Regions from separate parts of the Ovis aries genome. Here regions 2 and 3 are each linked to region 1. The links are chromatin contacts, called in public Hi-C maps. All regions are on one chromosome and are shown on one strand. Each heading gives the region's core, a stretch centred on a gene start, on an enhancer-like site or on the middle of the called end of the contact. The rest is flanking DNA. Distances are from core to core; before and after follow the strand shown. Region 1 has its middle 140 kb from the start of TRNAE-CUC. Region 2 has its middle 41 kb from the start of LMO4. Region 3 holds the start of LMO4 (LIM domain only 4).

Region 1 (2,559 bases), core at 38-2,537:
ATGTGATCTGTACACAAATTCAAGTTGGAGAAGCCGTGCTCGAACACATACTTTCTCTCTTTTTTCTCTTTCTTGCTTGGATTTCTTTTTTTCACCATGGACAATATCCTTTCAAAGAAAGCCCCTGGTCTTTATTTCAAGTCTCCTCAGATTCAAATATCCTTATTATTTTTTTTTCAGTTACCACACGTAGTTTGAGTTTTTAATACCTATCTCAACTCACAAGCACCCACTTCATGTCTGCTGATAGATGGGTACTGGGCCTCTTATGTAGCTTCTAAAAATACTCCTTCTAGGGCTCTTGCAAATACCCTGATCTGGCCAGCTTTAGTCTATTGTTGAGACAAGGTTGGAATTTGATAGAAGATCTTCTGTACATCACAGCTGGGAGACCAAATTTAGAGGATGATTATTATTTACTAAAGGCTTAAAAGGGGAATAAAATCCTCCATTAGAACCTAGTCATTAAGGTTAACAGTAAACCATAAAATGAATGGAATATTGGCCCTGTGAACAGGTTCCCAAAAAAGACAGTACTAATGTTTTTAACTAAAACTGGGGAGACCAGACAAGGCCTTGGAAGGAGGGGATGGGAGTAGAGTGAATGATTAGAAAAGAGACTAAACTTCAACAGAAAGTTAACTAATATGACATGAGCACTCCCCCCTCCCTCCTTCTCTCCCTTTCTCCCACCCTCACCTGCTCCATTTCAAACAGGAAAAAAAAAAAAAAAAATTAAGTGTGAGTATTAAAAGATTCATATTGAGATAGAAATAACACAAGCATTACTATGGCTGTCTTCACTTTTTTCCTCTTATTCTCCTTCTAGAGACACGAGGTCCTGTTTATGATGCTTTTCTGTCTATAAACAATTTAGGGAAAGACACTGAAACCAAATCTGTAAACGTGCAAGGCTCCTGGTTTGGAGAGGAGTGGGGCGGGGTGAGGGGGAGACACAAATTGCAAAGAGCAGAATAATCAGACACAGAGGGACTTTGATCTTCTGGAGACCTCAGCTAATAGATGTTAAGTGCAGTTCAGTGGAAGTAATAACCCATGAAGAAAACAAAATCTGCAAAATGATAAAATGCTGCAGTCGACTGATCAAGGAAGACATTGGAAAATTACTATGAAAGCATCCTTAACCCAGCAGACCCAAGGTGAAGAAAGGGCTATGTCTGCCAACCAGCAGCCAGACATTCCAGGCAGACTTAGCTGTCTCCCATTCTGCGGCCAGATTAACACTCTGTGGAACTTGAGTGCTTTCTCACTGAAAAGGCATGAACTGGCACCATCGCAATCCTGGGCTTCATAATCTCTCTCAGTTACGCCATAGTGAATCACCCCACGGCTGGCCATGTGCTCCGTGGGGGCATTTCAGGCCCGTTGTTACAGGTAATCAATTAGTCCAAGGAAAAAAATTTCTGAATAGTCTCCAAATGAAGTGTTGGTCATTTTCTTTCTTTCTTTTTTTTTTTTTTTGACATCAGAACATAGTCAAGACATATTAGACATTCTGCAAGAAATTAAAATCTTACCAAGAAAACCATTTAAGCAGAAATTTGTAAATTATAAACATTTTAAATGCAATTTAAAAATCCAGACACTTTATAAAAGGGAACTCCTTAACACAGTTTATTTAAGTAATATTTTATTATGTGTATTTGTTAATTGAGTAATGACTCATTATACACATTGAGTAAAGTAGGACAGAATTAATTTAATCTGTCTATAGATGGAACTGAAATTTTATTATCAGAAGAAAATCTAAAACTTGAAGCAGTTTGATAAATTTAGTCTGAACAGATTCTTTATTACAAAAAGATTTTTTTTTTAAACAACAAAAAATAACAACAAAAATCCACCAGAGAATGTGAGTTAAAATTCAGGAAACTGGGAGAAAATGGAAAAAATATTATAAGAGCCACACCTTCCTATGTTTCATGTAATGGCTAATTAAACATATGGAATACATTATCTGGACCACGTATTAATGTGTTTGGATAGGGTGGGAGCAAACAAATGAAAATAAAGGAAAGCTATACGGTTGTAATCCAGACATGATGTGGACAAGCTCTGCTGGGCAAAAGCATTGGTTCATCTTCGAAAAATGTACGTTAGAACACTTAAAAGCAATAATCTTGCTTAGAGGATTCTTCTTATCAAGAGAAAAACTGAACTTGGCAAACCTCAGATAACATTACTTTGGTATCTGCAGAGAATAATTCCAGGACTCCCTCAGATACAAAAATCCTCAGATGCTCAAGTCTCTTACATAAAATAGCATGGTATTTACATATAACCTACACATATCCTCCCATATACTTTAAATCATCTGTAGATTACTTACAATACCTAATACAATGTAAATGCTATGTAAATAGTTGTAAATACAATGTAAATGCTATGTAAATAGTTGCCGGTGTACAACAAATTCGAGTTTTGCTTCATAGAACTTTCTGGAATTTTTTTCAAATATTTCCTATCTGTGGTTGGTTGAATCCACGGATGTGGAACCAAAGGATATGGAGGACCAACTGTATAGATGAGTGCTGATAT
Region 2 (2,559 bases), core at 33-2,532, 710 kb before region 1:
GAGTATTTGTTTCTTAACTGAGATAAAATATATATAAAATTCACCATTTTAATCCTTTATAAGCATGCAATTCAGTGGCATTAAGGATAGCACATTGTTGTACAACCATTACCACTAGCTATCTTCAGAACTTTTTCATGACCTCAAGCTAAAATTCTGTACCAGCAAGGGACGCAGGGATCTTGTTTATTGAACAGAAAAGACACTTGTTCTTTGGAGTCCCCAGGGCTGTGAAAGATTTGTGACTCCAGAGTGAGCTGAGAAAAGAAGAGAGGGCCAAGGCCACAAAACAGAGGCTATTGATACGGACTCCTATCGTAGGTATAGGGCCACTAAGGAAGACAGAGCCCTGGAAAGGAACTCACAGAATTAAAATGAACTGTTCACTCACAGTAGGGAATATTTCCAAGGTAGCTGATTCTCCCAAGCAGGAAGTTTTTCCATGCTGCTTCCGATTTTCCCAGGCGTTTAAGCCCCAAAGAAGATGGACTTGAAGAAATTCATTCACACCTACACCCACACAATCAACCCTACATTGTGAGTAACCTGCCTTATAAACTGGCAGCCTGAACCAGGGGTAATCTCTTCTTACAGCAGTCCCATTGGAAGAAACTTTCTGAGTTCTACCTCACAGAAAGGGCAGAAGCAATACAAAGTTACTCAAATTTTGTTAATAACACTTTTATTCACAATAACCTTTTAAACGATTTCCTATAAAAATGTAAATTATTTTCTCTGCTGTTTCTTGTGAGCAATATTATAACAACAATAAAGGAGTCTTAAAAATTGTCGGATTTCACATTTTACTCCAAAATGTGGCCCGGGAGAAAGGTCCTCGTGACTGTGGTGTCTGGAAATGTAGATTTTCAATTGGCAAATATTGATGGCCTCCGAAGGACTGATTTAGTTGGTCAAGCTTAAAGAGAGGGAAGACTTCTTGCAGAAACTGGGATTATGGATAGGTCTTCTCTTTTTGAGAGTTTGAATTTTAAAAGAAGTTATTCAGAGGTTGTCCCACATATATTTTTGTTCAATGGTTTGTATAAACTAGTTTAGTTAATCGATCCAGCTCATTTATATTAAAATGATTTTATTTTATTGGTTTCACACCAGCCCCTGGGAGGTCTGAAGAGTGAGGAATTTCATATTTATGCACAGGGCCAGAAACAAGTAAGAGCGAGGTGGAAACGGAAACAAAGAAACAATATTCCAGAGCAGGACTTGATGGATGGAGTCAGAGTCAGCCAGAGAGCTCAGTTGTCCCTTTCCAAAGTTCCGTGCTTCTCCCCGCAGAGTGATCCAGGAACGCAGGGTTCCCAGGCAGTCGGCGTCATTAGTCCCTCAACTGAGAGCGCACTTTGCCGTTTTTCTTCGCGCTCCGTGCCTTTTGAGGATTTGACTGTGATTCTTTAGTGTTCACCTCAGTTAGAGCTCAACTCGCGTTGACTCTTAAGAGACCGGAAAGGTTAGCAGTCTCTCCTGTTGTCTTGCCTGTAGCCTCTGGATGAAACTTTCAGAATTAAGCTCAAACTTTGCCTCTCTCATAGGGTTATACGTTGTCTACCCATATGGGAAGTATTTGTAGACAGGGAGTTTTATCTTTCCTTTATTTTTGATAACCTCAGAACTGATGAGGGAGACCTGGGTTCGATCCCTGGGTTGGGAAGATCCCTTGGAGAAGAGAACGGCTACCCACTCCAGTATTCTGGCCTGGAGAATTACATGGGCTATATAGTCCATGGAGTCGCAAAGAGTCGGGCAGGATTTAGCGACTTTCACTTTCAGAACTGATGGCTCTGACAACTGGGCTCTGAATAGAAAGTGTTTAACCGGAAGACCAGCAGATGGCGCCATTTGTCATTTATTGACACCCGCGTATAAAAGCGTGTGGCATGGCTTCTTGCCTCTTTAATTTGAGTGGTATTATAAGTAAAATGTTTTCAACTGTTTATTATGCATGAGCCAAAATTCTATGAATGTGTAACATTTTCTCCTGTATTTCCCTTTTTTATAACATCATTTAAATTCCTTATTAATAATTTTAAAATGTTCTGGATTTTAATCACTTTTCTCATCACTAAAATATCTGATGAAGAGATTTTTTTCCCCCTGCTGAAGGTGAGCTAGAGGAAACCATCAGCCGGGAAGGAAGAAGAGAATCTCACTCTTGACTCGAGCTCAAGGCCCCTCCTGCACCGCTTCATCTTTTCAGTTTAATTGAATAGTATTTATTTAATTAATAAAAATATCTGTTTTGTACAGATTTCAGAAATCCAAGGCTCGAATAGGCTGCCATTAATAAACCAAGTTTTTTTATATCCAAGTTTAATTATGGTGGTGTTTGTTTGATAGCTTGTTACTGTAAATAAAAGAGATAAAGGCAGCCCTTCACTGGAGTAGCTCGAGAGCTGTGAAATATGTACCTAATTAAAACTATTGGTGTAAGAGGCTAATAAAGTACATGTGCCTACTAGATGTCTTATTCTAATGAATCTCGGCTAATTTGCTTTGACTGATGAATTTCGGTGTTAGTGGTAGGGGCTGAATAATTATGAAATT
Region 3 (2,559 bases), core at 43-2,542, 670 kb before region 1:
ACACTCAGACTACCACCCTCAAAGCTTTCCTCAAAACTTGATTTACACTAGAAATAACTTTTCTTACTCTCCAGAGGCTGTGGGATTTCTCATACTGCGATAACTTCCATCACTCTGAGGGCTAAGAGAAATTTGGCTTCTCATCCTCTACAATGGGGGTGGATACAAGGGGCAAGGGTTTTTTCCCTAAAGTTTTCCTGAACTTTGAAAGTAGACTGTGTGATCTTTTTTACCAACGTTGATCAATACTTATGAAATGCCTACTGGGCCCTTAGATTATATATGGATTGATGGGAAGAAGAGGAAGTAAGCAGGCAGTGTTTCGGAACTACCGAGTTCCTGTTTCTACCTTGTGAATTAAACTTCCACTAAGGTTCATAAATTTCTAACATGGTGAATTTAAAAAACAAAAACAACACCTCAAAAAACACAGCACAGATCTCCACAGCTCGGAGATCTCAGGAAAGCCTTTCTACCCTAACAGAGACCCATTTCCAAGGCAGATGTGAAGTAAGTTTTCCTAAAGGGCTCCTCTCGGCGCGAGGGGCGGGCTGTCCCCGAGGGACTAGTGGGGCGGGTCCCAGGGATACCTCGCGCGCACGGAGGGCAAGTGGGTCCCGGGTGCCTCGACTCGCCCTCCTGGGCCGCGGGGGACCGCCCCGGCGGGGTTGCGGCGCCTGGGTGACTTCTCCCCACCTGATTCCGGCCCTTCCCCGCTCCAGTCTCGGCCCGCTCCTCCGCCTGGCTCTCTCCCCCGCCCCCGGAGTCTCGTTTCAGTCATCCCTTTGTCCTTGCCCGGATTGGCAGGTTTTATTATTCCGCCTGAACAATCCGGCCGCCCAGTGGCTGAGGGTCGCTGACGTCGGCGGCAGAGCCGGGGAGTAGTTGGGATTTTGCTCTGTCAGTAACACATGTGTAAGAGCCGCGGAGGGAGCGAGCGAGCCGGCTAGAGGCCAGCGCCGCCGCCGCCGCCGCCTCCGAGCCGGGCAGCAGCAGCCCCGGCAGCGGCGCAGGCTCCGGCGCGCCGGGCCCCGCCGGCCACAGCTCCCCGCCTCCCGGGAGCACTCGCCCCCCGGCCGCCGCCGCCACTGCTCCCGGGGCTGTTGTGTCTGCGGCCGCTCCCCGGCTGGAGGTGCAGGAAGCTCGGCCGAGCCGCTGCCGCCGCCAGCAGCCCCGAGCGAGCGGGCGGGCGCGCGGGAGGGAGGCAGGCGGAGGAGGAGGAGGAGGAGCGCGGGCGGGGCGGGGGCCGCCGGGCGGGGGAATATACAAAGTGAAGCCACATTGCCAAACTTGCAGCAGCGATTGCAGCAGTTGCTGCCGCTGCGCCGCGCTGCGCGGGCCGAGGGCTCCTGCAGCTGCTCGCGCGGAGCCGGAGGCGGAGGAGAACGGCGAGGACCGAGACTGACACTTCTGCTCCCCGCCGCCCGCCACTTACGCGGGGCCCCCCAACCCAGCCTCAGAGCTGCGCGTTAAAAAAAAAAAGCGGCCCTTAGCCCCCTCCTCCCCTTTCCTGCTTCTGCGAGAACATCCCCCCTCCCTCCAGCTCCGCCAGCCGAGGCGCCCCTTCCTTGGAAGCCGAGCGGCTTCGCTCGCATTTCGCCGCCGTCGCCTCGCAATATTGCAATATAGGGGAAAAGCAGGTAAGGGGACGGCTGGGGAGCCGCGGGCAGGGAGCGGGGAGAAAGAGGAGAGGGCCGATTTGGGCCGGGGCTGTTTTCTTTGGCTTCCTTCCCTTGACCGTCCCAAATTGCAAGTAAACAATACGTCGGCTTAGATAATGCGCGAGTCTGAAACTACCGAGGCCGGCCTGCGAGCTAGCACGGAGGACAGCCCCGGGCCGCCAGCTTTGTAGCGGTTCCTGCTTACAAAAGGGTTCTTCTTGGAGATGGGTCTGTTGGAGACCTTGGAGGGGGGTGGGTGGGTATATTTTCAGTTCTGAAGGGAAAGGCTGGATGTGCTATAAGGGTTTAAGTCTGAGAAGTAGTGTGGGGGAAATAGTCACGACCCTCCACTCCACCCCCCCCCACCCCCCACACACTATTTTTAAAACAGTGGCAGAAAGGATCTAAGTGAGCAAGATTGGGTATTGATGGTTCTTTTAAAAAATTCCTCTTGGCTTATAAGTCTTTTGTTCCAATCCAGAAGAAATCCGGTGAATCACCTAATTAAAATCAAGACATGAATTAAGCATCCATTTTTGTACTACAAATTGCCAGCGCTACGTTTGTCCCTCCCTTGGTCTCCATTAAAAAACACCAGAGACGTTGTTAAAGGGGGGCAGATTTTGCCTCTAGCTGCCAGTTCTGCTTTCTATTTCACTGACTATCCCAGGACCTAAATTGCTTGGCTATGTAATTACTAGAGTATAAGCCTATTTAACTTAAAAGCTTTCTTTCTTTTTTTTTCCCCAACTCTAAATGAAACTTGATGAGGGCCCGTCCTTAGTTATCAGGGGAGTCAGTTTCTGGTCAGTCCTCTTGATTCATCTCTTTTAGATTTAATCAGCATTAAGGTATTGCTTGTCCTTAAGAGCTTTAGCTAATGGGGTTACTGGATGCT

Evidence for each region. A called contact is a pair of places that touch in the nucleus more often than the background predicts.
Region 2: a Hi-C map of tail adipose tissue shows a contact between it and region 1, with 7 times the contacts expected there. The contact joins two enhancer-like sites. A contact is called at or near these places in 4 of 16 Hi-C or Micro-C datasets (blood, hypothalamus, liver and 1 more).
Region 3: a contact with region 1 is called in a Hi-C map of tail adipose tissue, with 2.1 times the contacts expected there. The contact joins the promoter of LMO4 here to the enhancer-like site in region 1. A contact is called at or near these places in 3 of 16 Hi-C or Micro-C datasets (mixed tissues and tail adipose tissue).

The regions. Positions count from the first base shown.
Region 1 is chr1:65,107,949-65,110,507 of ARS-UI_Ramb_v3.0, forward strand. It overlaps the pseudogene LOC101113557. Among named protein-coding and RNA genes, the nearest start is that of TRNAE-CUC, 140 kb to the left of the region's middle. Within about 2 kb of position 1,288, at least 4 of the 54 cell types and tissues checked have an H3K27ac peak or open chromatin away from gene starts, as enhancers often do. A contact at or near this core is called in tail adipose tissue, where this site is marked.
Region 2 is chr1:64,399,094-64,401,652 of ARS-UI_Ramb_v3.0, forward strand. No RefSeq gene overlaps it. Among named protein-coding and RNA genes, the nearest start is that of LMO4, 41 kb to the right of the region's middle. Within about 2 kb of position 1,283, at least 10 of the 54 cell types and tissues checked have an H3K27ac peak or open chromatin away from gene starts, as enhancers often do. A contact at or near this core is called in tail adipose tissue, where this site is marked.
Region 3 is chr1:64,440,265-64,442,823 of ARS-UI_Ramb_v3.0, forward strand. It overlaps LMO4 (LIM domain only 4), which reads left to right and starts at 1,293. Exons shown (of 4, transcript XM_060400647.1): 1 at 1,293-1,640.